Regions from separate parts of the Triticum aestivum genome. Here region 2 is linked to region 1. Evidence: chromatin contacts called from public Hi-C data. All regions are on one chromosome and are shown on one strand. The core of a region is the stretch at or near the end of the contact, and the rest is flanking DNA. Distances in the headings are between cores, read along the strand shown. Region 1 holds the start of LOC123123109 (ethylene-responsive transcription factor LEP). Region 2 has its middle 54 kb from the start of LOC123125683.

Region 1 (4,223 bases), core at 1,106-3,605:
ATCGTAGCTATGGATCGAACCGCTCATTCATGGTGGAGGCAACTCTCGCCAAGGTGCCGTGCTGAAATCGCTATAGAGGTCCACACTAGACATGAGCATGCGCAGATCGGCCAATGAGCTAGCCCGAGCCAGACTTCACCTAGCATGAAAAACCCAGGCCGGGCTCGGGTTCCAGGTCGGGCTTACACATACGAACACTAAAATATATAATTCTGGCTAGGCTTTTGATCTTGAGTTCTAGTCGGGCTCATGCTTGAGAAAAGAGTATATTTCAGGCTTTGGGTCGGGCTCGGGCTTGAGAAAAGAAGGTCGGGCATTTACAAGCCCGGTTGAAAACCCGACCTAGCCTGACGTTTGCACAGGTTTAGTCCACCTCGTGCACACCCGACGCCAAGTCCGCATTGAGGTGGACCAACCTCAAAGCGACCCCATGTTCATGGAGGTTACCGCGATGCAGGAGGTAGAGTAGGAACAGGATAAGGCGCCCTGCGCCGATGGAGTAGCCATCGGTGTCCGGGTTCCGGGTGCTATATGCGGAGCAGCACTACAACATGGTGCTGGGGGAGGTAGAGGTGGGTCATCCGCCAGTGGAGGAGCCACCAATGTTTGCGTTCACACTGTTGCAGGTGGAGCAATGTACAATCAATCACTAATGGAGGAGCACTAGCAGCCGAAGGATCAGTTGGAGGCGCATCGTGCGTCCCTTGTTGCTGTCATGGCCATGGTTGCGGTGGACCCAAGCATCGACGACATGAACTGGACGGTGCTCGCATCCATGCACAGTGCCCACACCATCCGCCTCAAGCATTGGTAGCTCTGCGTCAACGAGGCAGAGCGCAACCGGCTCTTCGAGGGGCTAGAGACGAAGAGGAATCTGTCATCAGGCCCGCCTCATTCAAGCCAACTACTAATGACGACGAGGATAGTCCGTCCCATGAGGGGGTCGTCGACCTCACCATTAATGGGTAGGAGTAGAGTAAGATTTTTATTGTCTTTTATTAGAGTTCTTTTTCCATGTAAAATTTATGCCAAAAAACAATGAAAATCCAGTGTATGATTCTATTTAGTAAATATGGCTGGATGGTCGACGGCCCGCCAGCTGTTCGCGGCCATCCATTTGGTGATCCGTGTTGGAGGTTTTTCGCCTCAAATGTTTTCTGCCATCCGTCCAGGCGTCAGCCTCCACTCGTGATGGTTAAATACGCCCCCCCCTTCAAATGGATCAAACACAAAAATTTGCAAATGTAATTGATGCAAGTACATTATAATACCGGCAAACAAGAACAAATTTAACATGTTCGGCATAAATTAGTGTGCGATCACCCGTCAGGCCTTGTTTGGCACTGGTGTTTTTCCAACCCCAAGGGACTTGGGGATTGGAAGGGATTTGGTGGTCCCCTCCCCTCCACCAAATCCCCATTAATCCCCCGCCCCCATAATTTCCTGTGTTTGGTACAACAACAACATAGCACAAATAACAACAACTGAACAACATGCTAATAAGAAGGTGAAAAATAAAAATCCAATCTTTTAGCATCCGACCAGCCAATTGCGGGACAAAGGGCGGAGGGCGGAGATGGCGGCGCCGTCACAGTCGAGGGAGACATTTCGCGAGGGGAAGCTCGCGTCTCCTCTTAGACGAGTATTGGAGGGTTTGGGGTGTAATTTTCAGGATGTGCCGGTCCAATACCGGGGTACCGAATGGGCCTGTGGGGAATTTTTGGGATTTTTATACCAGGCCGGTAAAATATTGGTGGAAACATGCAAATACACGAGCGCCGAATGAGGTCCCCGGCTTCGCGAAATCCCTCCCCGGACGCCGCAGCATGCTCGCGGAGCGTGTGAAGCTGTTTTGACTTTTCATGCTAGTTACATGGAGCTATAAGCTTAGACAATTTTCTTCTGCGAAAAATAAGGGGCTTAGACAAGTAACGTCCGGAAGTGAGTGCAGTCTTGAACTGTCAATTGTCCCAGCACATATCATGCCAATCGAGTCACATACCTAACACAAAGTGTTAAGTTCCAATCCACTTTCTTGTGAACAAGTCATCCGAAACTATGCCAAGCACACGATTTACCAGAGTACCTAATCTGATGATACATTGCGGGCATCCCAAAGCTCAAATTCAAATCCACTTCGAATTCGAATCACGCACGTCACATTCCGGGCATGAGCCTAGGAGGAGGGCAAAGTGGTCAAATCCCGCAAAGGCAACGGCCCAGTCCTCTGCACCACTGCATGCGCTCGTTTCACTGTCAAAAGCAGAGCGGGTCACGCGGGGAGGGCAGCAGCGTAAAATCACAAGGGGTGATAAGATCGAGAGGACGAGAGGAGTACTGCGTAGTGGCATCCACCTGTGCCGCGAGTGAATCTATACCATCTCCTTCCGCTAGTACTACTAGTACCTTTCTCCAACCTCTGTCTCAACCCCCTCCCCTCTGCTTCTATCCCGCCGACCCGCTCCCGTTAGAACCCTGTCTAAACCCCCAAAATCATCCCAGGATTACTCTCCTCCTCGCCCCGATCCGTCCGGAGCGGCCGAGAGCCGGCCCCCCCCTGCCCAAATCCGGAGCTTCGTCTCTGGCTGCGAGGTATCGGGCTGGGGATTCCTGGCGCGGCGCCTTTGCTTGCTTGGCCCGTTACTTGGAGTGCGAGCTCGCTCACTTGGAGCGGCAGATCTCAGCGCTGAGCCCCGGCAAAGGCGGCCATTCTTCGCTGATTCTGGCAAGTATTTCCAAGGGGAAAGTTTGGAGAAGCTTTTTCGTCCCGTGTTTTCCCCAAATTGGAAGAGGCTTTCTTGGATGAGATTTGTGGTGGAATCTCAGTAGCGCTGGTGGGGATGGGGATGTCTCCTGCGGACTCCCTCGCCGCCGGCCGGACCCGCCGCGCTGGGTCCCTCGCTCCCCGGCCCAAGCGCGTGTGCGTCTTCTTCGTGGACGCCGACGCCACCGAGTCCGAGTCCTCGGGGGACGAGGAGGTCAGGCGCGGCGAGCGGCGCGTGCGGAAGGTCATCGACATCAGCGTCTCTCAGCCGTCTCCGGCGTCGTCCATCCCACGGAGACGGGCTCTGCTGCGGCGGCGGCGGGCGGCGAAGGCCGGCGACGGCGGCTACCGTCGGCGGTTCCGTGGCGTGCGGCAGCGGCCGTGGGGCAAGTACGCCGCGGAGATCCGCGACCCGAGCCTGCAGAAGCGGCTGTGGCTCGGCACCTTCGACACCGCCGAGGAGGCTGCCGCCGTGTACGACGACGCGGCCGTGCGCCTCAAGGGGTCCCATGCCGTCACCAACTTCTCGTCCAGCTCCAGCTCCGACTCCGACTACGTCGCGTCCACCAAGCCCCGCTCCCCGCCGCAGGCGAACTTTCGTCCTACCGGGGAAGCGGCAGCAGAGGCCCCCGCGACCATTCCCCCCTCCGCGCCGTCGCCGCCCTCGCAGCCCGAGCCCGAGGAGGACGACGCCGACTCGTTCAACCCGTTCGCGTTGCCCCTGACCCCGGTCCTCCGTCGCGCGGCCGGCGAGGCGCCCCGCCCAGTGGACCAGCTGTACGGCGAGCTCTGCGACCTGGCCTCGGCCGCTCCGCCGTCGAAGGCGGTGGAGTTCGACTGGCAGCAGCCGTGGTGGGATAGCGAGCCGAAGGCGACGGAGTTCGACTGGCAGCTGCCGTGGTGGGAGAGCGAGGACTTCGTGATGCCGCCGCCGGCGAGCGCCGTCAGCGTGATATGACGCCCCTGCCCCTACCCCGCTGCCGCGCCGTTTCGCGCCCTCGGGGCGGGAAGTGGCGGGAGGCGCGTGAGCCAGTGGCGGGAGATGCGTTGCGTTCCAGTACTGTTACTATTATTACTTCGTTTATTAATTAGTAGATCTACTAGTACTGCGTACACTCCAGTAGCAGCAGAGCAGAGGAGTGAATGGTTTGTTGCTTGTGGTGGTGGTGGTGGTGGTGGTGGTGAGCTCAGGCGGGGCCCCCGCCGGCGCCCCGCCGTTGTGCGTGATCCGCCTTAACTCGCACGTCTCCGGCGTGGAAACGGAGCAGTGCGGTGCCGACAGTGGCCGCATGCCCGTTACTGTAATGACGAGTAAACTGTGTAATTGTTGTCGTGATGGTGTGTTTGTTTTACATCGCCTTTCCGCCTTGGTCGTCGTCGTTATGAATTGTTTACTACGCGAGCTGGTGTCAAGTGGTGAAGATTTTGCGTCGTGATTGTGCATGTAATCGGGCGTGCA
Region 2 (4,218 bases), core at 418-2,917, 340 kb before region 1:
ACCTACATGCACGATCAGTTAAACTTTTTACCTGGGACTTTTAGCTGTCACTTCCGCTCTATCTATTCTGAAGTACTCCAACCATGGAGTAAAAAGGAAAAGGCTGTCACTTGCTGAGATGAAAAGGTCAGGGAACCAGCCATGGATATTTAGATAGACGAGAGAAAGCGGCTCCGGCTCCGAAAGAAGAAATAACGGATCGGATTGGATCGGATTCCATATCAAAGTCTGGCGATCAGTGGTTGGACCAAATCCAAGTGCAAAGATCCGGTGCCTGGGCTGGGATGGGAGAATAAAAACAACCTCCTCCGTTGCTCTCTTCACTCGCCAAACTGGAATGTCAACTTGGGAGATGAGATGTTCAGAAACAAAACTCGGTCCAATTTGATTGAAAAGACAAATATTCACAACATGTACACATGATATATTCCAGCAATCACGAAATGCTCCGTCCCGTCTTGTCTCTCCCGCCTATTTCTTTCTCCGCCTCATCATTTCTTTCCAAGTTTTCTCTTTTTCCAAGTACTATCGCTACATTTATCGATTTTTTTTACTATCGCTACAGTATTAGTATACGCACGTCCATCCGTTTTTCCTACCCGGATCCTGCCACCTAATCCAAGCGCATGCGACCCGTCCGTGTGGGTGTGGCCAGGAACCGGAACTGAACAAGACGAGCATGCGCTGCTAACAGGTAGCCAGGCGAATCGCTACTATTAGTGCAGTTTCTTGCCAATGCCAACCGAGTACGTGTTGCCTAGTCCGCCTTGCTACGTGCCGCGACAGCGGCCTTGGAAAAAAAATAGTAACTTTTCCGTAGCACAGGAGTATACCCGCAAAGCTACATGTTAGGGCATCTTCAACGCCGATCCTTAAACCTTCCACATACATCAGATCGTTGTCTATATGGTTTGTATTATAATTTTTCTGATATAAATGAAACATGCATTACCGTGAGAAAAAGTGTGATCGGTGAAGCTTTATATGTCCAGAGTCTACATTTTCTATTTTTGAAACAGAGAGAAGCCTCGTCATGAATTAAGAAGAGTTTGAATTACATGATCAGACCGCCTATAGACTGACCAGAACCGAATTAGCCTACTCTTCTGGCGTTTGAGAACTCAGACGCCTGGCCCTTGCCGACCGTCAAAGCCCGGGCTCGGCCTTAACTTTAGACATGATTCATGGAGAAGGCATTTCTAAACACTCTTGCATTCTGCTTGTTCTATGAAACCAACATGACAAGAGATGCGAGGTCGTTTCCCACAATGGCTTTGGCGCCCACCATATGATACCGCCTATCCTTGGCAGTGTTGAAGTTACTCCACTCGGTGTCTCGGTGATATCCATGTTGGCGAGCCCCTTCCAAGCCTTAATCTCCGTTCAAATGCGCTTGTGTATCGACACCGACCGCCTCTGGTTCTCACTTGCACAATTGACATAGGCTCTATCGTTTGAACACTACTACTTGTTGCTCCTCCAGTTGGAAAAACATGGGAGAACCAAGTTGCGGTTGGGAGAAAATGACAAACGCGGCTAGCTCTTGTGTACGTCGGCTTTATGCACACTAAGGTGGTGTTTGGTTTAGAGGCTATCCACCATAAGGACAGGGATAGCCAATTTTTTAGGGGATATCACTTGTTTCGTTTATCAGCCAGGAAGGATAGGGATAGTCAGATACCAGAGAATATTCCTTCAAAACATGGTTGACGAGAGTCGCGAGATTATGGCCGATGAGGGCAGCCACCCGCGCTTGCGTGAAACGTTTTCCCATGGGCGCCCTCTGTCGTGTGGCCGTGGTAATCAGCCCGGCGGCGCCCTCGGGTGCCTCCGCCGCTGGCGCACCACCGCCCCACGCTGGCGCCCTGCTTGGCCGTCGGCCATGGCACTGCTCCTCGAGACGAGGCAAGCCGCGGGTGCCCCATCCTTTCCAGGAAACTCCCCTCCCACAGGGTGGTGACTGACAGCGGCGGCGGCGCACACCCGACAGCGGCCGCGGTGCACACGCTCGGCCATGGCCCCTACCTCCAGCCATCCCTCTCTCTCTCTTGACGTGTTGTAACCATGGCTGGCGGGGAACGGGGAGCTCCGGTGGCCGGGAACGAGGATCACTGGAGATCTTGCCTATCTATTCTCTGTATGTATGCGTTAGTCTTTCAACTGTCCTTTCGTCTACAGATACCACATATGAACACTACTGGTAACACTGAGGCGTTGATAAGAAGTAGCAGAATATTTGGTAAACAGCGGCCAGTTCATGGTATTTAATTGTATGGACAGTCACGTGTATGATTGTACAAAGAAGAACATGTATACATGTATGAATAGCTGGTAAATAGTGACCAGTTCATGGTATTTGATTGCATGGACAGTCACGTGTATGATTGTACAAAGAAGAAATGTATATGTATTTTTTGCATGGAAATATACATGTATTTGATTGTGCAAAGAAGAGCATGTATACATGTATTTGATTGTACAAAGAAGAGTATGTATTTTTTTTTTAAGGGAAGAAGAGCATGTATTAATATTGCATTGTAGATGAACATAAAAAATAGCTAATGACTATCCATATCCACATTTTATCCTTGCAACCAAACAATAAAAAACGGTTATCCATCTCATCTAATCCTTCGCAACCAAATAAGAAAAACTGGCCATCCTCAACCAGGTGATTAAGGATATCCTCAGCCAAGCCAACCTCGCCCGTGAAGCAAACGCCACCTAAAGAGGACGTCTGAGCGGCCGGCGTAGGACAAAACGTAGCGGCTCACACGTTACTCACGACATGCTCGCATCCAGCCAGTGCCATTGATCATTAATACCGGCACACCAAATCGAGACCTTAAATTTTGTTTTTTGTTTTAACTCATACGAGATACGACAACCGTCTGAATCGTACGGCAATCGCTGGCGCGTTGGTATACGTACCACTGGCCGAGCATCGACCTCATCTACCCATGCCTTGTGTGCAGGATGAGGCGCCCCGAAAAAGTAAATTTACCGGAACCGGTGGCTAGCGGTGAAGTATCGACCGTGTACGTAGGGAAAATATCATGTGATACGGTGCATGGCATGATACCGTGCTCCGAGCTTGCGTGGTGCGTCCGATCTACATGGAAGGCATGGGATCAGCTTACTTGTCTTTTTACACATACCTCCCTGTATATTTTCATTCTGGGTTGGTCTGGGTGCAATTTGTTGGTCGTTATAGACTACTAGGAACAAGTTTACGATCGAACATGTTTTTCCTGCTAAACCCGCTGACTGTTTATTTAAATCATGTATCTTCTTGCAGCAGTGGAGATCATTGACTAAGCCGGAGGAACGGGATGCTCTTAATCTTCTCATATCTAAAGTTCGGGCCTCGGCGTCGTCTCTATCTGGACAGGATCATGGTATCTAGGCGTTTTGGAGCTCTGTCGACTAGTTGATGGCTATGTCGTTTATCTTTTCTCCGGCCTGCGTGTCGTGTGTTGGCAGGGTGTACTTTCGGGTTCTTTCGTTCGTGCCTACCCGCGTGTGGGTGTACTTGATGATGCTTCGGTTCATTCGCGGTGTTGTTCTTTGACTCTACCTTGTGGCTTTATTTATAAAGTCGGGCGTAGGCCTTTTCTTTAAAAAAGCTGCGCGTGCTTGCAAAACCGTAACAGTTCTGCACGTCTCACTTTCTCACCAACAAGTCTTGTTCCTGTCCGCTGCCATTCATCAAGATGCAGCCTGGCTGGTAAGGGCATGGCCAACGCTCCATGCTGGAGTGCTGCCCTGCAGTCCACGTCGGATGAAAAGGGGAGAGAGCGAAAAGAGTGCTGCCTGCAGAGCCAAACGGTCTCTTGCAAAGGAGGCTGGTGCTTCAACCAAAAAGAAGAAGAAAAGAAAAGGAAAGAGGCAAAATCATATGCAAAGAGTAGCAGAGGACCACAACAAACATGTGCAGCCATGAATTTAGATGGAAAAGAAGATGACGAGAGAGAGAATATAGAAGGGACCATACGGTGAATGAAGCTGATGCTTCATCTACTTGCTCCTATGTGGATCTTGGGGCATCATCATACCACTGCCACCATTGTACATGCCCTAAAGCAAAGTATTTTAACCCCACTACCCAAGATAGAAAGATAGGAAGACCGAAACTCCCTGTTAGAAGGGAGAGAGGGATTAGGTGGAATAGTTCAATGTATTGCTTGAGCCTCGTGGACATATATATATAGGAGTACA

Evidence for each region. Hi-C and Micro-C count contacts between places; a contact is called where the count stands out from the background.
Region 2: a contact with region 1 is called in a Hi-C map of leaf, with 3 times the contacts expected there. The contact joins the enhancer-like site here to the promoter of LOC123123109 in region 1. A contact is called at or near these places in 2 of 5 Hi-C or Micro-C datasets (both in leaf).

The regions. Positions count from the first base shown.
Region 1 is chr5D:491,735,970-491,740,192 of IWGSC CS RefSeq v2.1, reverse strand. It overlaps LOC123123109 (ethylene-responsive transcription factor LEP), which reads left to right and starts at 2,355. Exons shown (of 1, transcript XM_044543554.1): 1 at 2,355-4,127. The coding sequence starts at 2,841. The coding sequence ends at 3,722.
Region 2 is chr5D:492,079,465-492,083,682 of IWGSC CS RefSeq v2.1, reverse strand. No RefSeq gene overlaps it. Among protein-coding and RNA genes, the nearest start is that of LOC123125683, 54 kb to the left of the region's middle. Within about 2 kb of position 1,667, at least 2 of the 8 cell types and tissues checked have an H3K27ac peak or open chromatin away from gene starts, as enhancers often do. A contact at or near this core is called in leaf, where this site is marked.